Linked DNA regions of Mus musculus: regions 2, 3, 4 and 5 are each linked to region 1. The links are chromatin contacts, called in public Hi-C, HiChIP or PLAC-seq and promoter capture Hi-C maps. All regions are on one chromosome and are shown on one strand. Each heading gives the region's core, a stretch centred on a gene start, on an enhancer-like site or on the middle of the called end of the contact. The rest is flanking DNA. Distances are from core to core; before and after follow the strand shown. Region 1 holds the start of Rhoj (ras homolog family member J). Region 2 holds the start of Sgpp1 (sphingosine-1-phosphate phosphatase 1). Region 3 has its middle 65 kb from the start of Gm39473. Region 4 holds the start of Wdr89 (WD repeat domain 89). Region 5 holds the start of Ppp2r5e (protein phosphatase 2, regulatory subunit B', epsilon).

Evidence for each region. Promoter capture Hi-C pulls out the DNA fragments that hold promoters and counts their contacts. A called contact is a pair of places that touch in the nucleus more often than the background predicts. HiChIP or PLAC-seq counts read pairs in DNA pulled down with a chosen protein or histone mark.
Region 2: an H3K27ac HiChIP or PLAC-seq map of large pre-B cells shows a contact between it and region 1, with 2.3 times the contacts expected there. The contact joins the promoter of Sgpp1 here to the promoter of Rhoj in region 1. A contact is called at or near these places in 1 of 39 promoter capture datasets (cranial neural crest) and 1 of 115 datasets of contacts at active chromatin or transcription factors (large pre-B cells).
Region 3: a promoter capture Hi-C map of embryonic stem cells shows a contact between it and region 1, with 2.1 times the contacts expected there. The contact joins the enhancer-like site here to the promoter of Rhoj in region 1. A contact is called at or near these places in 2 of 39 promoter capture datasets (embryonic stem cells and hippocampal neurons) and 3 of 115 datasets of contacts at active chromatin or transcription factors (Th17 cells, embryonic hindbrain and embryonic stem cells).
Region 4: a contact with region 1 is called in a Hi-C map of muscle stem cells, with 2.1 times the contacts expected there. The contact joins the promoter of Wdr89 here to the promoter of Rhoj in region 1. A contact is called at or near these places in 1 of 15 datasets of contacts at CTCF or cohesin (the NIH/3T3 cell line), 2 of 484 Hi-C or Micro-C datasets (muscle stem cells and neural progenitor cells), 3 of 115 datasets of contacts at active chromatin or transcription factors (T-cell acute lymphoblastic leukemia, bone marrow-derived macrophages and embryonic stem cells) and 1 of 9 other capture datasets (adipose tissue).
Region 5: a Hi-C map of uterus shows a contact between it and region 1. The contact joins the promoter of Ppp2r5e here to the promoter of Rhoj in region 1. A contact is called at or near these places in 1 of 484 Hi-C or Micro-C datasets (uterus), 3 of 115 datasets of contacts at active chromatin or transcription factors (the 230-238 cell line, bone marrow-derived macrophages and embryonic stem cells) and 1 of 9 other capture datasets (adipose tissue).

Annotation. Positions count from the first base shown.
Region 1 is chr12:75,305,352-75,310,169 of GRCm38.p6, reverse strand. It overlaps Rhoj (ras homolog family member J), which reads right to left and starts at 1,857. Exons shown (of 5, transcript NM_023275.2): 1 at 1,169-1,857. The coding sequence starts at 1,346.
Region 2 is chr12:75,733,453-75,738,270 of GRCm38.p6, reverse strand. It overlaps Sgpp1 (sphingosine-1-phosphate phosphatase 1), which reads left to right and starts at 2,542. Exons shown (of 3, transcript NM_030750.3): 1 at 2,542-3,358. The coding sequence starts at 2,708.
Region 3 is chr12:74,887,514-74,892,331 of GRCm38.p6, reverse strand. No RefSeq gene overlaps it. Among named protein-coding and RNA genes, the nearest start is that of Gm39473, 65 kb to the right of the region's middle. Within about 2 kb of position 2,716, at least 6 of the 459 cell types and tissues checked have an H3K27ac peak or open chromatin away from gene starts, as enhancers often do. A contact at or near this core is called in Th17 cells and embryonic stem cells, where this site is marked.
Region 4 is chr12:75,666,794-75,671,611 of GRCm38.p6, reverse strand. It overlaps Wdr89 (WD repeat domain 89), which reads left to right and starts at 2,075. Exons shown (of 2, transcript NM_028203.1): 1 at 2,075-2,140. Gm34717 (a long non-coding RNA gene) reads right to left here and starts at 1,887. Exons shown (of 3, transcript XR_381697.2): 1 at 1,531-1,887.
Region 5 is chr12:75,593,673-75,598,490 of GRCm38.p6, reverse strand. Ppp2r5e (protein phosphatase 2, regulatory subunit B', epsilon) reads left to right here and starts at 2,259. Exons shown (of 14, transcript NM_012024.3): 1 at 2,259-2,856.

The DNA of each region.
Region 1 (4,818 bases), core at 608-3,107:
TTCTACAGAGTGAAAGACCTAATAGGAAATGGACGCCCTTGCCAGCTGCGAATCCCTCCCCTGTCAGCTGTGTACCACTGCTGCAAATAGGTCCACTTAAAAGGAAGGGAAGATGGGGGTGGGGGGAGCCCTCCAGAGAGGATGACAAGCGTCTGCTTCCTATGGAGGGAGGATTTCAAATGGCCACACAGCAGAGCTCCAGGCTGACTTCCTGTGAGGGCTTCCTTTAGGCTGATCCTGATCCCAAGCCAAGGTGAAGAGAGAGACATTTCCCTTCCACCAGACCCCAGAGCTCTGATAACTCAAGGGCAATCGATCGAAGTGTTCAAAAGCACTATAAAACTGAGGCCACAGTAAGTCCAAGGCAACGGGTCAGTTCACATAGGGGAAGCTTAGGGGTGGCAGCTATGTCAAGAAACAAGGCATGATGCTGACTGACATCACCACAAACCTTCAAACCCTCAAACACTAAAACTCCCCTGAAAGGATTAAGTTGTGACTACAGCATCGGGGTGATCACGGTTTAAAATACTAGATACTCAAATTTGTCTTTTCAGGACATAGTTGAAAACGATTTAATTGCATTTGAATTTTTTACTTTAAAAAACATAGCCATCTTTTACTTAATTTTCCACTTAGTATTTAAAAGCGTGGGACACTTTTCTCCTTATCTACCATCCCAGAAGAGTGAAAGTACAAAATTTAAGCCCCAAGTAATCCAGGAAAAAAAAAAAAGAAGGTTTTATTAGCTGGTTCTATTAGCCGTTTGATCATGACTAGCATGGAGTAGAAAAAGTTTAGAGAGTAGAACACTTTCCATGTGTCTAGCGGTGATTTTTTTAAAATGGAATATTTTGCAATACACTACACTTCAAAAAAAAATAATTACCGTGAAAAGTTGAAGAAAGTTTAGGCAAAAATGTTGAGAAACATTTCTGGAGGATATTTCCCCAGGATTGCACATTTGTTTCAATAGGAGAAGCATGTGAATGGATGTACAGGGTCTCCGCAGGATCCTAGCACCATTCTTGATGGAGTTACCTGGTACCTGCCAGATCCACATCAGTCTGTGACTTTCTGGCGAAAGCCAGGTCCCTCTGAACGCTAGGTAGCTGTGCCCAGAACCCCACCGCTCATCTAGACGGAGTTGGTCCCCACGCTTTCCTACCTGCGTAGTGGTCAAACACAGTGGGCACGTATTCCTCTGGGAAGGCGTCGTTGGCGTAGCTCATCAGCAAGCAGGTCTTCCCCACCGCGCCGTCCCCGACCACCACGCACTTCAGGATCCTGTTCTCCTCATGTCCATTGCAGCCGCAGCTGCTGTCGGTCCTCTCTCTGCAGCTCATGTTGGCGGCTCCCGCAGCAGCTGCTGGGGCTTCTGCAGTGCATGGAGCGGTGGCACCGGCCCCAGGCTGGAGCTCAGGCGGCCTGACTCTGGCTGGCCGGGCTCTCCCAGGCACAGCCCAGACACACTCGAGCCCCGCAGCTCACCATGCTGGAGAAGGAAGGCACTCTTGGGAGGAGGGATGAAAAGGGTCTGTCCCTTTCTCCCAATCCCAACGGAGAAGTGGAGTTGGGGGTAGAGCTGGAGTTAAGAAACTCTCATGTCCATAGACTTCCCGGGACTTCCTGGCAGTCTAGAAATATCAGCAGCCCGTGAGAATCTCACTCTACCCTCCCCATCCCCAGCCTGGCTAATGACACGGTGGGATTTGGATAACTCCTGCCCGGTTTTCCACCACACAACTAATATGGAGGAGAGAAGGGCTTTTAAACGGAGTTTCCCCCCCCTCGCTTCCTCCAGCTTGCCGAGTGTCAGGAAATCGTGGGTTTCCTGCTGCATTCCATATTAGGATCAGTGGGCCGGGGAAGGCGGCAACAATGGGGCTCTGTGCGTGTGTTTGGACTTCTGGGGAACCAGGCCAGGACACGGAGAGGGGAAAACACTAGGGGTCCTGCAGCCAGCTTAAGCTGTCAAACTTCCTGCTTTATCCCCTGCTAGCTAGCCAGGCTGCTGGCTTGTGGCTGGGAAGAAGCCAAAGAAGAAAGGATGGAACCCGGGGAGCAGTGTCTGCCGCGGAAACTAGGGAGAGGACTGAGTTTGAGAGCTTGAGGGAGCTGAGAGGACCTCATAGGGATTGCAGGCTAACATATGACGTCATCCTCCCTCCCTGACTCACCAGTTCAAATCGACAGTTTTTTTTTCCCTTAAACGAGAATCTCAAGCAATTCTTTTCCGCAACAAGGAAGGAAATCTTCCAGAGTCACACGATTTTGAAGAGGGGGGAACGTTGTGCAGGTTGTAGGTATATTATGAGTGACCAAGTTTACAAGTCTGTGTTTGAGCACAATGCTCAAATATACATTTCAGACTCCCCAAAACAACCCCAATGATTTTTTTTTAAACAGAGGAAATCAATCAGATATTGGGCTCAATCAGATATGCTGAGCTCAGGACTCACACTTTTGGAAGTGAGAGAGAGAGGCACATAGTGTGGCCTTTTGGCTTGGTTAGAGTCTCTAATGCTGTGTATGCATAGAGGCTTCTCCTTTTCTTCGAATCATCTCCCCCTGGGTAGGCCCAGCTCTCCTCAATGACACAGGCGCATAGCAGCCAGTTTGGTGCCTGAGAACGAAGCCCCATTTGATAATGGACAACGTGAACCTACAAATGATTTTGACGAATGGGTTAAAGTAAAAAAAACCCTTTGCTTTCCTATGAGATTTTGAAGATTGCAGATTATCTAAGGGCTTTGAGCGGTTTCACTGTGGCCGGGACGGGGAAAAGTCAGCTTTAGTGACTGTCAGTAACTTAGGTACCTACAACTCATGTGCATGCTGTCAAGGTACAGAGTCCACACCTCTTCTGTTTTGAATAGAGTAAAACTTGCCATGATGCTTGGTGCCCCAACATTTCTTTCCTATGAAAGAAAAACATTTCAATTAGGTATAGAGTGTATCAGGGATGTTATGTTACCATAACAATAATCCCCAAAGTTCAGAATTCGAAATAACTTTCTCTTTCTTCCTTCCTTCCTTCCTTCCTTCCTTCCTTCCTTCCTTCCTTCCTTCCTTCCTTTCGTTCTTTCTTTCTTTCTTTCTCTCTCTCTCTCTCTCTCTCTTTCTTTCTTCTTCTTCCTCCTCCTTTTCCTCTTCCCTCTTCTTTTCCTCCTTCCTTCCTTTCCTCCTCCTTTTTCTCCTCCCCTTCTCCTCCCCTCCTTCTCCTCTGCACCCTCCGTTTCCTTCTCCTCCACCTCCTTTTCCTCTTCCTCTTCCCTTTTCTCCTCCCTCCTTTTTCTCCTCCCCCTCCCCCTCCCCCCCTCCTGTGTATCTTGTATACAGCATTGTTCTTTTTATTCAGGGTTGGGGCTGATTGAACTGTCATGCACACCATGGCAGGTGAGGAAATGGACATGGAGAAACTCTGGCTCTGTTTTCTTTAGGAAGTGACCCTCTGCTAACATTCCCTGGCCAGAACAAGTTGCACGCTTATAGGGGCTCAACTGAAGGGTCAGAAGCATCATCCTACCCTGAGCTGGGAGGGAAGTACCACACACTGATGAACAGCTTGAATGACAGACAGAGATCACTTATTTGACTCTACTTGGAGTGTAAATGGATCATATGAAGCCCCGTTGTGAAGCACGTGAAGGCCCCCACAGTTGCCTGTAGTTGGTGTAATTTTATTTCCAGTTAGTCTTTCTGGGGACCGCAGGGTATGCAGGGAATTGTAATTTAGAAACTTCTGTTATACTTTTGATAGAAGGCTTTGAGGATGAAGGAGGTAGTCACACAAACCTGTGCAGGTTAAAAGGTGATTGATTGGCAGTGCAAACATCCCTTCTCCCCCAAACTTAAAAGACCCCCAAACCTGCTGCTTGGAAGTGAACAGGATCTTCCGAGCACAATGTGATGATACAGTGGTTGGCAGAGCTGTGAGCAGGGTCTTCCTTGGCCTTTAGGCTGAGAGTGGCAGAACCTACACCTGCACACTATAGATATCGGCTATAGAGGCTTTTGGTGAGGTTGCTATTTCCATGTGTAACTAAATCTTGCACCATGGGGCACAGACAGTTAAGTCCATTCTTATGGTCATGCGGACTTTGTACTGCGACCTTTAAGACACTTCAAGAAGCTAGTTCTGTGTCTCTTCATCTGTGGAGTGGTACTTATGCCAGGCTGGAAGACATATGGAAGGCAAATGGCTTATAGCTCTGGAGAATGTTGGCTGTATTTCTCACTATAAAGTTGTTTTATCACCATTTAACAAAAATGTAACAATTATAGAAGGAAGTTTTGAGTATTCTATTAAAAAATAACAAGAAGATAAAATTTTAGTATTTTAGACTTACTGTTAAGTGGATTACACTGTCTATGAAAATACATCATTTTTAATATTAAAACCTTTAGACAACAAGACTGCCATGAAAACTGGGCCAGGTGGGGTACTCCTTTAAGTCCAGCACTCAAGGGGTGAATCTCTGAGTTCAAGGAAAGTTGGTCTATAGCCTGACTATATGTAAGCCAGTCAGGGTTATATAGTCAGACCCTGTCTCAAACATAATGAAAGTCTAAAGCAACAGCAATGATGACTGAGACAACAACAACAACCCTTACATGAACCTGAATCTTAAAATTTTACTATTGTTCTTACAGGTTCAGGAAACGATAGAGGTGTGTATGGTTGGCCAGGTAGAATGACCAAGAGTGTCCTTCCATTCTAAACATTTGCCTATATGAGTTTGGAAGTGGTATGAAGACTGCTGTCTAACATGCTCGTAGGCAGATGTCTGTACTTTTGGGTCTAGAGCCATGCAG
Region 2 (4,818 bases), core at 1,293-3,792, 430 kb before region 1:
TTCGCATAGGTTAGAGGACAAAGCTGTAGAAGTCAGTTCTCTCCTCCTTGAGGTGGAACTCAGGTCCTCAGGTTTGGTGGCAGGCCCTTGCTGCTCTGAACCCTCTTATCAGCCATCAGAGTGTGCATTTATGGGGTTAAATTCCTTCTAAATGGAGTACACAGACATTCCCAATTTCCATTGAAATTTCACCAGATTTCTGGAAGTGTTTTTCTTTTCCTTCCAGCAGAGGCTACAGAGCACAGAGTTTTCACAATGTATACAAGACCTAATGACAAGAGTGGCCTTTGTTCAAAGGCTCTACTGGAGGTGGAAGGCACAGGGTCAGAAGAGTAACTACAAAAAGTGCTTGTTCCTGATAGAGAGCCAGTAGGATTTGTGACAGAAATTCAGACAGAAATTAGGAGAACTGGGTTTGAGATACAGAAAAAGAATATACAAGTAAGATGTTAAATAAAAGTTACAGAAGTCACAGAAGACCTTTATTTTAGACAAGGCTCTTGCACTAGGCTCAAAACAAAAACAAACAAAAAAGAACTAACCAAAAACAGACACTCCTTGCTAAAGGTCTGTGCCATAAAACTCAACCTGACTCTATCTCCACTCTATAAGGAGAGTAACTTTGAAATGGCCACTTTCCCCACATTTTATTTTTTGAAAATACTTTAGCCCCTCCTGCTTCAACTTCCCAAGTGCTGGAATTACAGGCAAGCAAAACCATACCCAGTTTGGAGGCATGGATTTTTTTTTTAAGTTCATACATTCATTTTTATTCCTTCAATTATTCAATATTTGTGTTGGGTGCTAAGGATATAGAAATAGAGGGTAGTGTTTCTGAGGCAGAGGCGAGAGGATGCTACAAGTTCGGGATCAGTCTTGTTTATATAGCTAAATTCCAGGGTATCCAGGTTACATAGTTAGACCCTAGGGGTGGAGGGGACATATAAAAAATTATGTGTGATGTCCATCCTGTAACCCTACAATTTGGTGGTCTGGGGTTTCAAGACAAACAAAATACTCAGTTGTAGCAAACACCTGTTAGCTCAGTACTTGAAAATCAGACTTGGTCTCCACAGCAAGTTTCTGGCCAGCATAGCATGTTTTATTATAGATTATTTTTGCCAAATGCTAATAATGGTCTTTATTATTCAGAAACATCAACTAATAACACTACTCTGTGTATGTTCTGCTGGGCCCAAACTCAGAGCTTCCTGCTTGCTGGCTAAGAAGAGACACCCATAGCAAACCATGGTTACTTTGTATACCATTCTTCAGGCCCAGTATTCCTTTTCTCATGCTTGTCTGCTTTCCTAGGCTGTAAACGCTTTTACTTATTTTGATACAGTATCTTGTTATGAAGCCCCAGCTGTCCTCAAACTCCAAATCTTCCCATGTCAGCCTCCAAGCGCTGGGATTCGTCTGTGCTCCCTCAACCTTTCCAACCTCAGCAATTCCAGGGCCAGGGACTCGAGGCAATCCTCTTTATGACTGCAGCAAGTGGAATAGGAGGAGCTGGGAAGCAATCTTTCTTGGGAAATGAAACTATTTCTCATGGCTTACCAGCATGGAGCATTTTCCAGCCTCTTTCTTGGAAGTAGTTCAGTCTTTAATTATAGACATTCGTTTGCCTTGACTGAAAATAACTTCCTGGAATTAAAACTTTGAAATCTTTTAATAAAATCGGATCCATCTAGAAGTTAAAGTCAAGTTTGTGACTTGCAAGACAATCCTGTTAAGATTCTAGTTCAGCCTATCAGATTCCAAGTTCAAACCTGGCATGGTGCCCCAGTAACCCCGAGTCTTGGGGGGCTTCACCAGAAGGATCAACAGTTCAGGGCTAGCCTTAACTACATAGCAAGGCTGAGGCCAATCTCGGCTAAATGATATACCCTGGTTCAAAAACAAAAACAAAACAAAACAAACAACAACAACAAAACAAAAACAAAAACAAAAAAACAAACAAACAAAAAAACAAACCCGAAACTCACAAAAAGAAAACGATAAAAGACAAAACAAAAAATACCCTCAGAATTCTCCACGCTACATTCTCCCACTAACTATGTGTTCTGAGCAATCTTGCTAAGTGCTAGAATTTATTAAGGAAATTTTACACCTAAATTCGCTTAAGAGACGTATGTGATGAGTGACAGTCAGATTTTACTTGGTAGGTGACTGGCTTTTCCTTTGCAGACCACAGCTGTGTCAGCGATCACATACCCAGGCTCTGTCCTGGATTATCTACGGTTTTCTAATCTTGCCACCGCTGGTCAATTGGCACGTGGCTTTCCGGACATCAACCATCCGAGACAGCTCTGAAATTAGTTGCTAATTAATGGCGTGAGTCGGACGATTCCGGTTTCGCGGCGGTTACTTTGCCTCCATTCATCACGCCCCAATTGATTCCAGGCTAATAAAAGCCGCGGGCAGCTCCTGGGTCACCAGCCCTGCCTAGACCCGCACTGTTCTTCGCACAGCAACCAGGAGCACCGGGAGGCGGGGCTTCGGCGACAGCTCCGGGCTGCGCGCGCGGCGCGGGCCTCCGTGAGCGCGCCAGGGGAGGGGCGCGCGGGGCGCAGGGCGCGCGCGGCGGCCGCTGCGGCCTGTTGGCGCGGTCGCCGGCAGCCTCGAGCGAGTCGAGCTAGGCACCGTGGCGGCTGTGGCTGGCGAGGAGCGCGTGGCCGGATCAATTCCCGAGTGGCCCGCGACCATGTCCCTGGGGCAGCGGCTGGCTCTGCTGGCCAGCCGTCTGCAGGAGCCGCAGCGGGTGGCGAGCTTCCAGCGTCTGTGTGGGGTGGAGGTGCCGCTCAGCAGCCCGGCGGCGGACGAGGATGCAGAGACCGAGGTTCGCGGAGCCCCGGGAGAACCCCGGCGACGGGGACGGCAGCCGGGCGCTGAGGACAGCCCCGCCAAGGCGGACTGCTGCGGTGCCCCGAACGGCGTGCGCAACGGGCTGGCGGCCGAGCCGGGCCCGACCGGGCCCCGCCGCGCGGGCTCGCAGCGCCGCAACTCGTTGACGGGCGAGGAGGGCGAGCTGGTCAAAGTGAGCAACTTGCCGCTCTACTACCTGTTCTGCTTAGGCACGGAACTGGGCAACGAGCTCTTCTACATCTTATTCTTCCCCTTCTGGATCTGGAATCTCGACCCCTTTGTGGGCCGGAGGCTGGTGATCATCTGGGTGCTGGTCATGTACCTGGGCCAGTGCACCAAGGACATCATCCGCTGGCCACGGCCGGCCTCGCCGCCTGTCATCAAGCTGGAGGTCTTCTACAACTCGGAATACAGCATGCCCTCCACGCATGCCATGTCAGGCACCGCCATCCCCATCGCCATGTTCCTGCTCACCTATGGCCGCTGGCAGGTACGCTGTGCCCCTCAGCTCCACGGTCGAGTTTCCAGTGCTTTCTGAACTTTCTTTTTCCCCTTTTTTTAAAAATTTGCCTCTTCCCGTCCAAAACCCCAACCCACAGGTTCTCACAGTACCCACGCAGGTCCTGTCAGAGTTCTAGAAAATTAACTGATGACGGTTCTTAAACACTAAACTGTATTTTAATACAGTTGGGTATAGTTTCTTAGACCCCCACCCCCCAAGGAAACACTTTTCGTGCATTGAATCCTTGAGCTTAGACTGAGTTTTTAAACTTAGTTCGTCTGATGCACAGTGGTGATTCAGTGTACTTAAAATGAAACACTTGGTAACTGAGACCCGGTTTCACTGCAATACATGGTGTTTACAATGTAAAATTAAAGAGTGTTTTCAAAACAGTAGTATAATTTCGGCACAGGCACATTCCAAGCACTAAAGTAATGACAGTTAAGAAAAAAAGCCGAAAGGTAAAGGAACAGAATCTAGATGAGTTCGTCGTAAAGGATTGACTGCAGGTCTGTTAAGACACTTCACTTCTGTCTCTGGTCTGGAGAACCAGTTGTTAGTTGCTACACTGTTACTATGGCGGTAACTGTAACCCTGCAGTTATAGGCTTTGCCTTCCGAGGAGCTGGATTGGTTATAATGGCGTTTGACATCGGGGGCAATTTGTCCATCAAGAGTTTTTAATGGTAGTCATTTTTTTAATTTGCCTGCGTTTTGGGGCTTCCCTAATTTGAGCTTCCTAGGGTTTGTTTGCAAGTGATACTTGAGTTTACAATTTAATTATCTTTCACACAGAAGCAAAATATATTTGTCTACTGGTCTTGCTTTATCTGTCTTAAATTGTATGATTTGTTAGTCTTTCGGACCAGACTCTTAAGAATAAAGTGCATCGGTTTTGGAGAATCTAGGAAAACTCATTATCTTTTTTTTTAACTCCCTTTTATTGCACAAGATTGAGAAATGCCAACTGTGCTGTAAAACTCCATTATAGGCTTACTTAACCCACGTTGAGTTTCAGTATGGGTAAATGTTGCCAGTATCATCCCAGGCCCTCTCTACTGTGCAATTCATCTGTTTTACAGTAACAGAAATCAGGCATGGACCCAGGAAGAATGACGGAATTAGGAGGGGAGACTAAGATAGAAAGTTCTTTTCTTATTTAACCCCTGGTGATACATGGTCACATTTGGATTGTAAAAACAGTGTTGCCTGTTTGGGGTGGAAAAAAAATATCTAAAAATTCCCATCTGATCTAATTATTCCAGAAAGTGAGATTGTCAATGTGTTCGGCATGCTGTTTACTGTGACTGTGTGCTGCTGTTTGTCTTACTGATGGGGGACTTTCTACTGTCTCTTCTCTGATGGGCTGCTGCTAACACTGCGGGAGGGGGCAAAGGAGAGGGAGAGAGAGTGAGAGAGAGAGAGTGAGTTGGTTCTGCTCTTTAGTTA
Region 3 (4,818 bases), core at 1,467-3,966, 420 kb after region 1:
ATCAGGATTTACATACAAACACACAAAGAGATGCCGATTTTCATATCCATGGACATAGATGCAGAGTCGAGGCTTCTGTTTACATGCTTGTAGACTTTTATCGTGGTCATTGGCAATGCTGATAGGCACGTTCTAGTCAACTCCAGTGAGTGCATACACATTTAAAAACATAGTCCTTTGCTCTGCTACTGTGTAATGATAGACTTATATTTACATATTCTGTCTATAAACATATATTCAGCCTTCTCAGTGAGATGATTAAGTCTAAATTTGTTACCAACTGCAAAAATAGTTCACACCAAACAACAATAACAAGACCATTTGAGCAGAAAGAAAATATTATTACCCCTTTTCTGTAGTTATAATGATTTTTCTGACTGGCACATCCTCCTGAAAAGTAAGAGGACAAAATGTATTAAAGGGCTTTTGAACATTTAGATAATATAAATGATCAAACTTAGCCCAACTGTAGAAACAAAGAAGAAACTGACAAGCAGACAAAGTCAGTTGCCTCTGTACTGCGTCGATTCTTCTTTAGTATTAGTTTTTCTTTTCTAAGCAAAGGAATTCGTCTATGAGCTGGCCCGAGTTCTCATGAATAAATTGTGGAAAATGCACTTTTAATAATGACATCCCAGGCACCCTTCCTCAACAAGCTGCATGTCCTGGCTTTCCATATCTCTCTATTGTAAAATTTAGATCTTCAGTAAAATATACAAATTTTACTCATTTTGAGAGATTTATCATTTGTAAGTTTAACATTAACTAGAAGTTACCATTTACTTTTAGCTACCATTTACTCCCTACCCCGTGTTAAAACATCAATTTAACTTCCCCCACATTTATAGATTCCTTCATCTCTAGGACTTGACTCAGCTTTCCTCTTTAAGAATATTTCTAAGGTGAGACACTTAGATGCTCAGTCAATTGACATTTAATAATAAGATAAAACACTTTCTCTAAATTTTAAATCTTTTAAATAACAAATTGGTTAATTGCATAGTGATACCTAATTGTATTCAATGCATCAACGTGTTAAGCAGTGACCGTGTAAATTTTGATTAATAGCTTCAATTTTTCAAGTATTTTGTGCTTCATGGATGCTTCTCAGCCATCTGAGAAGGGTAGTAACCAGAGGTCCTGAAAAAAGATAGAGCTCTCCCACACTACCATTTTGTCTTCTGTACCTCAAAAGCTCTCAGAAAGGCAAATAAATATGCACTCATGCACACACGCGCGCGCGCGCACACACACACACACACACACACACACACACACACACACACACACAGAGAGAGAGAGAGAGAGAGAGAGAGAGAGCACTTCTCCCTGAATAAGTCAGCTAACAATTTTAAATTATCTTTAGAATACTTAAAATCAATTAAACTCAATAATGAAGGAGGTTGGGGGTGTTTGTGGAATTGGGGGGGGGGGGAATTGGTTGTTCTGTGCTTCTTTACAGGACAGTAGAAGGTGTGGTTTGTTTTGGATTCTCATTAAAATTCTGAGTCCTATGGAGTAAGGAAGAGGTATGCAAATCAGAATTTTTAAAATACCTACCCCATGTCCTATGTCCTGAGATACTAGTCTATACTCTAAATTAAGATTTTTCTCTCTCTTGCTCTTAATACAAGGCTAGTGTTATTTGCAAGCTTTGTGTGGGTCAAGGCCATTGAGAATTTGGACAGTCCAACCTGTGTGCTTCATCTCTCTTCATAGTCATTGAGCACTCGCAGTACTAAACAATGTACTTAAATAATCATATTTTATTCTGCAGCACTCCTATGAAGGAATAAAATAAGAATTTAAATAGGATTGCAGTAGCCGATTAATAACCAATAAAGCCGTAAGGCGGAGACTCTAACACAGACAGCTCTACTTTAGAGAGAAAAACACCTTCCTAGGGTCGTAAGGTCAGGCTCTTCCAGTGTGAATTCCACATTTTTCAGGACATGTGCATTCAATAGTTCCCCAAATCAAAATAATTAATTAATATATATATATACCTTGAAACATAAATGCTTGTTTTTCATGTGACCAGAGAAAATGGCAAAGATTGTTATCATAACTGTTATGGGTAAAGTGTGCCATGAGGCAACAGCTAAATTTCCCTTCAGTTCTCCCAGCAGTTGACAAGCAATGGGGGTAAACTGGGAAGTGTAGTCATAAGCAAGAGGCAAACGAAACATACCACAGATGTGTATATTTAATAGTCTTCAGGGTGAATTTTCATTTAAGAGGTAAGTTAAAGTTAAAGGAAGCAATACATGTTCTTTTTTTTTTTTTAATTTGCTTTTATTTTTACTAGTGGGATTTAAGATTTAAGTGAGACAGAGGGCTTTTTTTAAGCCATACATAGACTAATATATAGACTCAATGCAATCATATGCACACACACACACACATACACACACAATCTTTGTTTCTTTTCTTTTTTATTAGACATTTTCTTTATTTACATTTCAAATCTATCCCCAAAGTCCCATATACCCCCTGCTCCAGCCCTGCTCCCCAACCCACCCACTCCTACTTCCTGGCCCCAGCATTCCCCTGTACTGGAGCGTATGATCTTCACAAGACCAAGGGCCTCTCCTCCCATTGATTAGGCCATCTGACAGAGGGCTTTAAAAAAAATGAGGGAGGGACTAGACCATCTGACAGAGGGCTTTTTAAAACAATCAGGGAGAGACGCTTATTGGGTGAGGCCAGGAAGCAGAGGGGCAAGGTGAATGTCCCAAGGCTTCATGTCTCCCTGCGAGGAGTGCTGGAGCTCTTTCTGGTTAGGTCACTTTCTGACCTTGACATTTTCATGTGAACAAGGTGCTAGAAGCACATTGTTAACCTGTGCTAATTGTGGCATTTAGTCAAAGAGCACTGCAGAAAAGCTCCAGGGTGTTAGGGAAAGAATGTATTTGCCTCTTGGCTCACTCCTCTTTGTGTGACATCTTCTTAACAGTTTTTGTTTGGGCTAATTTCGAAATTACATTGCTGTAACCACGGTGTTGATTTTAATGAAGCATTAGGAACTAGTTTGGAAACATGTTAATTTGGGTGGGTCTTTTTAACATGAGAGGATACTTTTGTACCTATGTTCAAGTTTTAGATATTGGCTTGGGACTAGCCAAGTCCAGGTCTCTACTTGGGTAGTTGTCTTGCATCTTGATTAGATGGTTTCCTAAGGACTGGCATTTATGCAAGAATCACTGGCTGATAAAGCACCAGCAAAGACAAGGCCAAAACAAACAAACAAACAAACAAACAAAAAAACCAAACCCCTCACTGCTTGAATAAACCAGACTGTTGAGTATTTTCCCTTAATAATTAATGCAAGCAAGATTTTGCCAAATAGCATATCATTATTATCAGCTAAATCGTCTTTAAAATATTGAGCCACCTCGTTCCATAGTGAGATGTCTAAGTAAAGGAAAGTGATCAACATCAAAAGCTGCATAAAGATCTGAGTTGGTTCCAGACTTTCCCAACCAAACTGATGGAAATATTCCTGAAAATAGCACAGTTGATCACATAGTTGATGAGCTAGTCAGTGAACTATGCAAATTAGATGAATGATTCTTTGATAGTTCTATGTCGAGGTTTGATGGGACTGAGTCTCTTATTATATGTGTCAAGTATGTACCGTTAAATAAAATCTAAATGTACTTTATTTAAAATCAATTATTTAATGAATTTCATTTCAGAAAACTTAATGGCAAGGACTGCTTTTTGGACCCCTGAGGGAAGGTTTCAGGCTGGGAGTTCAGCATCTCCATCAGTGACATTATGATGTTAAGTTGGCTCACTTTCTGTAGTGGATTTACTGACTTTCTTTCTGAGCAGCTGCCTTCCATGCTAAAGCTAGACACAGAGGAAAGGAAACCACACAGACTTCACCTAAGAAACTGACTCAAACAATCACTGTCATAATGCATAAAGTCCCTCCCTAGTGACAAGGGTTAGGGTAAGTTGGACACTAGGTTAGAATCATTTTAATCTCAATCCTACATGTTGTGGTAAAAATTTAATTACAGTTAGCAGTAGTTTCCTGTTGTTTATTGAGACAATAGTGACTTCAGGAAATGTGTGGTACTCCAACAACACTACTGAATTATGCATATCTATGATATAATGAGAATTCTGTATTTCTTTTAACTCTATGGTCTACTGACTTTGTGTATAGCAGTGACACCATTTTGTACCCTACAATGTAAACTCCTGACTGATGTTGCTACAGGGTTTTTTTCCAAGTTCTCAAATGTCTCTGCCACAGTAACCATATTTGTGGATATTAAAAATGCTTCCTAAGGTTTAATTCACTGGGAATATTTGGTTTATGCATTGACTAAGGAAATAGGTCAAGACTTCATGGAAGATATTTTTAATACCAATATGCTAAGCAGTACTTGTCTATAGTTTTCAAAATTTGGTTCACACTAGGCTGATCATGTTTTTCTACTTAAATCAAGACATTGCAGTGTGTAATATAGAAATTTTGTATGTACTATCAGTCAACTGCTAAGAACTTATGTGTAAACATCTAAAATTGGAGACTTCTGGGTCAATTTTGAAAACTTGTGACTAAAATTCTATTGCAGTTGGGAAGTTTGTCACAGTTTTCAGTTTATTGGACGTTTGTTCTAAAGAAATAGTTGTTTCCAAAAGTGAATTGGCAGGTGGAAGTTTCTAACCCAGAATAATCCTGGGTTTTAGCACAATAAACTGTATTTCATCAGGGAGGATTAATTTTGCTTTTTTTCACACTTTATTTAAATGTGGATATTTTTTCATGATACAAAATAAAATGTGCATTTTATGGAATTT
Region 4 (4,818 bases), core at 826-3,325, 360 kb before region 1:
AAGCTCAGGACAGGATAAAAAGAATAAAAACAAAACTCTTAAAATACGGCTTTAATAATGGCAAAAAATTGGGCCAGCTTTCTACATTTTGCCCTCCCGAGGGCCAGATGCACCAGTCAGAAATTACTAACCATTGCCTTCTCAAGTCCTTACAGGCCCTGCAAGACTCATCAGATCATTGGAGAGGCTGTATCTTTGTCTCCTGTCTGAGCCTGCCTGCAAGTTCCAGCCTGGTGACCTCATATGGGTAAAGAGGATCTGGACTGGAACAGCAATGAAGGTCACCCCATGAATGCACCATATCCAGCTGAAGGAGGCTACAGAAAATAATGACAAATGAGTTGTCACTAGGTCCTCCAAACCCCTAAAGACTGACAAGGGCCCTAGAATCATAGTTGTCCTATTTTGTCTTTTTCTCTCCTTTTGGAAAGGCTCCCAAGTCCCCATACGTCAGGGCACTGGGTATAAAAATGTAAAAAACCAGAACCAGGGAGCTCTTAACCAATCTATCCACTGAAACCCAAACTACCTTCCAGGTAGATTTCTGTAAAGTGCTACAACCAGAGACTACTGGGGCATGGCTCACTTGCTCCTGGGGAGAAGCGCATCCCTGGGTCCAGCACTATGGCTGCAGTTGATGCCCCTTCCCCGAAAGCCATTGTTCTTGGTTGGATAGCAAAACTGAGTCCTCTCCGGGTTACACGGATCCCTTCATAGTCCTAAAATAAGAACCATCACTACCTGTGATATAAAGATCAGGGCATGGCAAAGACCAAAACCCCGGGGGGTCAGGTTACAAGCCCCCTAGGATGGCAAGCTCCCAACTCCAATTTCCCCCAGGAATTCCCTTTAGTAACTTCATAGATAAAGGTCCAGAAGGCAGTGGAAGCCAGCATCTCAGTGTTCAGGATATGAAAAGAGTATGTCAGTTCCCTAACCATTCTTAACCCACTGTAGGTCAGGACTCCTGGCTATGCCATGACACCAAGACCGATATTAATTAGAAACTGCAACTAATCAAACAATAATCTCTATCTCCAACTCTACTAGCTGTAAATGGGACCAACCTAAACTCACCTTGGGGGGATTTCCAGGGGAAGGATACCTTTTAACAGCACCAAGATATATCCCCTAGTTAGTTCCCCTTATTCAGATTCCTGTGGGTATACACAGCACGTTAATTTCACGAGTCCCAGCCGAATGTATTTCCAGGGACAATCTGGCTTGTTTGCATTATCGCTTAACCAAGTACGTATTTTCTGAATTGTTTACACTGGAAAACGCGGTCTCATGGTTGTTATACCACAGGTATTCATCTATAATGAAAAGAGGGTAGAGTCCACCTAAACTAGATTCAGGGCTTCTTGGTGTTCAAGGACAGAGCTCATTCCCCTATTGGTAGGGCCAGATGTCATGTCTCCACTACAGTTGGAACATCAGCCCTGTATCAAACTAAAGTTTAAAAGCAACATCAAAATAGGACAGATGAGACAGGACCTGACCATTATGGACTTCAATTCCCAGAGTTACCTGGGGCCGAGGCAAAACTACCTCCAGATTTTGTAATTGCGCTCCTGTCAACCTTGAGTCATAGCCATGCTGGAGTGAAGGCCGGATACTGCTCGTTCAAACCCGCCTGTATAGCTAGGCTTTGTGATCACGTGTGGTTATTTCAGATCCACGAAATCCTGCCTCAGCCCCACTCCTCTGGTCCGCGAAATAACTTTACACCCGAGTCCGAGGAAGCGGAAGAAGTGCTGGAAGAAACTGCAAAGCCACATCCGCATGAAAAGGCGGAATCGGTGACGATCTTGCCTTTTATTGGCCACACGTCCAGGAAGCTGGGTCCCAGGGACTTCCGTTAACCTGACCTAGAGGGAGGTGTTGTATGGCGTGGTCCGTAGACCGAGTTACGCATGCGCAGACCTTCTGCCCTCGTCCAATCGGAAGGTAGCAAGCAAAGGCGCGCGGCTCCCGCTTCAGAAGAGCCCGCTGGTTATGGTCCGGCCTCTGTGCTATGGACCAATCCGCTTCAGCTTCCTCTATATTTTTACCCAATCAGAGCCGGAGGGCGGAGTTCCAGCCGGCCGTGGGCAGAGCGTGCGTTTTCTCCAGCTCCAGTGTGGGGTTTGCTGCGGAGGTACTTTCTGCTGGGCAGGGCGGGCAGCTCTCTCGACCGGCGGCCACTGGGTGGCACGCGCGTGGAGAGCCCTGGGCGGGGAGCGCAGAAGGGGAGCGGGTGGTGTGAGAGGGAGCACGTGCATGCGCAGGGACCGCGTGGGTCTCTGTATGCCAGGATGTGGGGTCCATGCCACCCGAAGGTCTCTGCTTCAGTTTCGAGGAAGGGTGGGTAGGTCCCTGCTCGCTCTTGCCTGCCCTTCCTCTCACTCATCCCACACCCACCTCCTGGCTCCGGCCTTTTTCCACATCAAAAAGCAGATTTTTTCATTTGGTACGCGGAGCCAAGTCGTACAGTATGTGCTGTGATGCAGGCTACTAGGCTAAGTTCCTTACGTGTGTGGTGTCATCTAGGCCACACAGCTGTCCACCGAGCTAGGTGCTGGTCGGGTGTGGTGAAGCACACCGGGGATCCCAGTACTGACTGGGAGGGAGGTAGAGGCAAGAGGATCTCTTTGAGTTTCCAGCTAACCAGTGCTTCTTGGGAAAACTTTGTCATGCACACACACACACACACACACAAACCTAATTCACAACGAAAACCACCCAAGAGGCAGTGCTGGCAGCATCTTATTTTTGTGAAATGTCTCATTTAGGCTAACTCTGACAACTTAAATTGAGGGAATTCAGCTTCCACAAATGTAAAATTAAAGATAGTACAACTAGTAAAACGCTCCTGTTTTCTTTCCTAACTTGAAATTGTTTTAAAGCCGGGCAGTGGTGGCACACGCCTTTGATCCCAGCACTTGGGAGGCAGAGGCAGGCGGATTTCTGAGTTCGAGGCCAGCCTGGTCTACAGAGTGAGTTCCAGAACAGCCAGGGCTACACAGAGAAACCCTGTCTTGAAAAAACAAAAAAAGAAAAGGAAAGAAAAAAGAAATTATTTTAAAATCCTAAACAGTGTACCAGGAAACCAGTTAATTGGTTATTATCCAAGTAAGATGAACTGGTAGGAAGGCATCAGTCTAAAGGTCTACTTCCTAACTTTGCTTTGCAATCATCAGGTTGTTAAAAAGTGCATGGTCCGTGCCAAATTGCTTCTCAGTGTTGTGATAATTCAGTGAAGATGTGGACTTATAGTCTATGTTATTGGTATCAACCATACCTGTTTCTGCTTCTTGTTTAAAGACCACAAAATCATGCAGCCTAGTTAACAATGTAAGTGTGAGATACCTCTGTGTTGACTACTTACCCGCCTATCTTGGGGTCAGGACAGTACTATCTAGAGAGCAGAAGTGAGAAGTGTCTAGCTCGTCTTTTTACCTTAGATTTTATAGAACAGGGCAAAAGTAAGTCAGCCCCTGTGACTGTTGAGGTTTCTTTCGTGTCCACCTTTGTTTAAAATCTTGACTGTTTTCTGCAACTTTCAGGGTTGGTTGGTTTGGGTTGGTTGGTTGGTTTGGGGTTTTGGAGTCAGGGTTTCTGTGAGGTTCTGGTGGTCCTAGAGCTCACTTTGTAAACTAGGCTAGCCTTAAACTTAGAGAACTTGGTGTTCTCTCAAGTGCTGGAATTATAGGCTTTCACATCAACCGAACTGCACCTTCTATTTATTATAAATAGAACTGAAAACATTGTGTGTTTTGTGTGTGTGTATGTGTGTATCTTTCTTGTTGTTTTTGAGGCAGGGCTTCAACCTATGTAGCTTTGGCTGACCTAGAATTTAGGCTAGCTTTGAACTCACAGATCCACCTGCCTCTGCCTCCTGCATGTTGGGGTTAAAGGCCAGTGTCTCACATCCAGCTTAAGACATTGCTTTTTGTTGTTTTTTTGTTTTGTTTTTTGAGACAGGGTATCTCTGTATAGCCCTGGCTGTCCTGGAACTCACTTTGTAGACCAGGGTGGCCTTGAACTCAGAAATCCACCTGCCTCTGCCTCCCGAGTGCTGGGGTTAGCTTTTTGTTGTTATGGTTTTTTTTTTTTTTCTTTCCCACTCTTATGCTAAAAGAACAAACAAAACAGAAACCCTACATTTCTACATTTTCAGTGGTCTCTCTAAAACAAAAGACAATCAAGTGGAGAAAAGAAGAAAACCTCACAGTCTCATTGTACTTTAGTCTGGACTCAAGCTCAAATGTATTAGTTGGAATATATACAGTTCACTGCTAAGCTTTCTGTCTTTGAATATTTTATTACATTGTGTGTGTGTGTGTGTGTGTGTGTGTGAGAGAGAGAGAGAGAGAGAGACAGAGACAGAGACAGAGACAGACAGACATGGCACTGCAACTGTGGAGGTCAGAGGACAACTTGGAATTTGCTCTTTACTTCCCCCTTGTAGGTCCAGGGAATCAATTTTAGGTCAGATGAGCACTCCCACTGGCCCTGTTGTTTTTGAAACAGGCTCTTGCACAATACCCCAGGCTGTCCTGAATTCACCATTTACCTTAGGTTGGCCTCAAAACCAGTGCCTCAGCTTCACAAATGCTAGGATTATAAGCCATCATAGCTGAATATTACTAAAGTTTTGAAAGGGTTTATTAGTCTCAGATTCAGATGGCTGCTATAACAAATTACTACAGATGTAGTGACTTACGACTGAATGCATGTGGCACTGAAGAGATGGCTCAGGGACTAGGAATGGTTTCTGTACAGGGTATGGTGGTCTATGCCTTTAATCCCAGCATGCTGGAGGCAGAGGCTGGC
Region 5 (4,818 bases), core at 1,010-3,509, 290 kb before region 1:
TCAAAGATTTTATAAAAGTTATTTCTAGTATTTGCTCTTTCTCTTGTTCCCTTGTGAGACTTCTGTAAGGTCATTTGTCTGCTTTGTAGGTTTAGTTTAATTAAACCTAAAGAATGCACTCATGGAGCCCAGCAAACACAGGATGTCACAAGTAGCAGAGACCCGCTCTGCTCTCCTCTGCGGGTGGACGCTTCCTGCTTCCCCCTAAGGACATCTATACTGCTCTAGCCAATGGGCCATTCCTTCTGTATTTAGAATACTGAGTTTAATACCTCATCTTAAACTTAAACATAGATGCCCTCATTTTTTTCTTGTGTGTTGCAAGTGGATTGCTTTGCACTCTCCTTGGAGAACACCCCACTTTCCCTGGGCTCTGTAGATCTTATGAGATTCTTGGCCCCGAGAACAAACCTCACACAGGCAAGGATGTTCCCATATTAAAAAAGACCTCCTCATCTCAGTTGCTCAGCTATTTTATAGAAAATGAAATGACTTTGAAATGAATTGTCTTTATAGCCATCCATAATTTGCAAGCAAAATCCTCACTCTACAAAATGTGAAATGTTCTAAGCAACAGCTGTGAGCATTTCAAACGTGCACTACTTTTTAACGGTTCAACTGTTGCCAAGGGAAATTGAGTTGGCTTCAAAATCTTTCTTGGTTTTAATTTTGCATTTACCAATCAGACGTTGAAGAAACATGCTCTGCTTGGCTAGGATATTAAACATTTCTAAAGACTGAAGTATGGAAATATAAGTTACTTGAAGCCAGGAACCAGACTGGAATTCCATATAATTCTGCAGCATGGGGCAATGAACTTTATTAGGGTAAAAATGGCCACTCAGTCAGTCAGTCAGCAGCCAGTCTTCTGGGGTCTGCTTTCGTATAAGCCATCTTTCCCATTTCAGTTCAGGGCAGTAACATTCTCTTTCATAGTACAGAATTATTTTTCTACCCAACAGGATAGAAATTTGCAACAAACCAGAAACGCAAACGCATGGTTAGCACTTGTGGGTATGATACAGAGAGCTTTATAAATGTATATTCCTTAACTGTACAGAACATGACATGATACTGAGAGGAAAAACTCGGCTACAGGATGAAGCATTTTGAGTTTGAAAAAGAATATACATACATGTGTGTATGTATGTATACATACATATATATATACATATATATATATATACTTGTGTGTATATACATATATGAAATATAATACTAAAACTACATCAAAATGACTGGTTATTTTGGGTTTATGGATTATAATATTATTTCTCCTGTATTTCCCCTCCCAGATTTCCAAATTTTGAGCAGCTGGTAGTTTGATCTTTGTAGTTAGTATTTTTTTCTTCTTTTAACTATTGTACGTAGCCTGCATTCAAATTGATTGATGGTCTAAGAATATTCTTTGGAAACGTACCATTTGGCCTAGGGTTCACCAATGATGCAAAAACATGTATGTATTTTCGTCCTCGTTCTAGATAGAGGTAAGTCTTCTGTTTAAACTCAGACTCAAACTATCAATTAAAATCTGTCGAGTTGGGGGCTGGGTATTTCGGAGTCCTGAAAGGGCGAATGCGGGTATTCTGAATGGGAGACTGCAGAGTTGCCATCTGCATTAACTCCCGGAGCGCGGGCCCCCGCCGAGCCTGGCAGGGGCATCAGAGAGCTGATATTCAGAACTGGCTTTTGGGGGGACCAGGTGAGAGTCCAACCGGTGGCCAGGCCTCCCACGAGTTGAGCGAAGGACAGCCACTGGGGTATTTTTCTGCCGGCTTCCATGGCCGCGTTTACACAGGGCTCAGGGGGCCGTGGGTTCCGTGCGGAGTGGGGCTTGCGGGCTGAACCGTGAGGCACCAGGACGGCCGCCCTGTGGCCTTCGGATACCCGGGTGAAGACGCTCGCGGTCCACAGGGTTCCGCCTGGCGGAAGCTCCAGTCTCGGGCGCGCCCGCCGAGCTCTCCTCAGGCCTAGCAGACGCCGCAGTACCCCCACTTCAGGCGCCCTGGCGGAAACGGCGGCCCGGTCGCCCGAGCTCACGGTAGCATCCGGGTCCCCCGCGCCTCGCCCAATCGAGGGCCCCGTCCCTTCACACCCTCCTGTTTCCCCGCCCCCCCGCGCCGCCAATCCCCGACCAGCTCTCAGCCGAACGTGCTGGCCTGGGAGTGAAGGCGCGCGCCGGCCAATGAAGTCTCGCTTCCCGTTTGAAGTCTCCAGTGGGCGGGCGTCGGAGGCGGGCTCTGCTAGCCAGGAGGTTCGGTTGCGCCTGTGCCATGGACTCAGCCGCCCGGTGATATTGACAATAGGAGAGAGAAAGGGGCATTGACGGGGACCCTGCGCGGGTAGCGAACGGCGGCTCTGGCAGCGGCGGCTCAGGCGGCTCCAACTCTTCCTCCCGACTCCCGCGCTTGCTGCCGCTGCAAATCCAGGCTTCCTCCCTCCTCCCCCTCCCCGCGTCGCCGCCGCCGCCGCCGCCGCCACCACCGCCGCCGGGTCCGGTGCAACGAGCAGAGGCGCCGCCCGCCGGGAATGTGAACGAAGAGCCACCGGCCGCGCCGCAACCGGGTCGGTGCCGATTTGATGGGACGGGCCCGCGGGGGAGGCTCGTGAGGCCGCCGCTGCCACTGCCGGAGCGCTGAGGTTAGGGGCCAGCCGAGAGGCCTAGAAACACTGCCGCTACCGCGGAACCGGAGGGACGTCGCCCCGGACGGCCGTAGTAGCCCGGGGCTCTCCGCCGCTGCCTGGACCTCCCCCCGTGCGTCCCGGGCCGTCGCCCGCCCCCGCCGCGGCCCCTAGCTCGCAGCCCACTCCGCGCAGCCACAGATCATCTTCCGATTCTTTCCCAGGAGCTTCAAGGTAACTTCAGCTTCGGGTCCCGCGGCTTGCCTCCCGGGGAACCCGCGGAGCGGCGGGCTCGGGAAGGCCGGGCCCAGGCAGCTGAGGGGTGCGGCGGGGTGGGGGGAGCGGGAGCAAGCGCCCGGCCCACTTGTCTGATCTACCTGCAGAGGCTTTGGAGGCCAGCACCTCTCTTCTCCTCGGCCTCGCCGGCTCCTTTTCCTCCCTCTTTTGAGGCGTTTTCTTGCCCCCCCCCCGGCGGGGGCGGGGGAGCAGGGAGGAAGATTCCGTGGCCGCGCAGCTTCTCCAGGGCTTGGGGTTTATGTGAACATACCTGCAGACAAACAGGCCACTTCCCTGTTTTCATACCTCCCCCTTGGAAAAGCCCCAGTAGTGTGCTCTTTAGAGAATGCTAACGCTTTGGGTGCAGTGGCCCAGGTGAAACCTGTTTCCCTGGGCTTTGCAGGGACCCCGCTGTTACCATCATTTCTGCAATGCTTTGAGTTGAGATCCTTGACATTTTATTCAGAGCTGCGCGCATAAGAGGCAAATGATGAAAAAGAAAGCTGCCTATAGATCATCGTTAGAGATGAGAGAAGAGAAATAGAGACAGAATGAGGGATGGGGGGAACGAGGCTTACAGAAATCTGTGTTGCTAGGGTTAGAGTGAAATCTAAATAATTCCCAGATGAAATTGTAATATTCGTCCCTAAATTTACAGCATACCAGTGCGATGTGGAACTTCTTGCTGAGGTCTGACATTTTCGATAGTATTTATAATTTATTATTCCGTTTTTTATATGTCACATTATATTTCAAGCCAAATTAGAGTTAAAAGAAAATAACTTTCTAATGAAAGAATCACGAAGTCCTCAAAATCCCAAATTAACCTTAATATTGTCCTCCCCTCTCCAAAGTCTATGCTATTTTAGTTGAATCCAGGTAATGCAGATGACTGTTTAATCATAACACATTGGGAAGGCAGCTATCTTACTCTTTGTGGAAGTTAAAAAAAAGCATTTGTCTTAGGTGTCGGTATGACACTTGAGGAACTGAGCCTGAGCACTGCATCATATGCATTCTGTCGATCTTGTCTGCCATTAATCTTGCATGGAGCCTCAGTAGCACCTGAATGGTACTGGCGTCTGTTTAGTTTGGTGAAGGAGTCTAAGCTCAATGCTTGGGACTTTTAGCATCTGTCCTTCCTTTGAATAATTTCGAAGATTAAATAATTGCAGAATGATATTCAGTCAGTTCTGTTGGTTTCATGTAGCACAATATTTGAACTTAAACTCAACTTCATCTTGGGAGGCTGTGAAGTTATGTTTTCAGTTCAACTTTGCATTGGAGTTTATCTTAGTTTTGTTTATCAAACTTTAATAACTTAAGATGGCTTTATTTAAAAAATTTGAAATAGTTGTAATCGTGCCTTTTGTGCGTTCTCATTCAAGTAATCTAGCCTGTCCTCATGTGCAAGGTGGTGGCTTGTAACAGCAAGCACAGCATGGCACATTGCACCAAAAGTCCTGCTTAGATGGTGCCAGTAGGATTATACTTAGAGTAATCATGGTGCTGTCGGATACTGAGGTGGCTCCGCTCATTTTTTTTTTTTTTTACCTGAGGCAGGATCTCCTCCCACTGTGTGTCCCAGGGTTGGAGTCAAGCTGTTTAGGCTGGCCTTGAACTCATGACCTTTCCTGCTTTTGAGTGCTGTTACCCGCTACTATACCTGGCTTCATTTGTTTAGATTCTTGAAGTGCAAAAGGGTTTTAGCCCATTCATAATATTAAATTTGTCAGGAAAATGTTTCTGTGGACTTTTTCCAGCTTCAGAATCGCTCCAAAATGACTTCAGGAATCCCAAGATGGGAAGAGCTGTGCAATTAAAATGGGCAGACAATATAGAGACTTGAGGTCCAGGAAGACATTTTTTTAATGCTAATAATGGAGTGGTGATACATTAGAGTTCTGATTTTGTTTAATG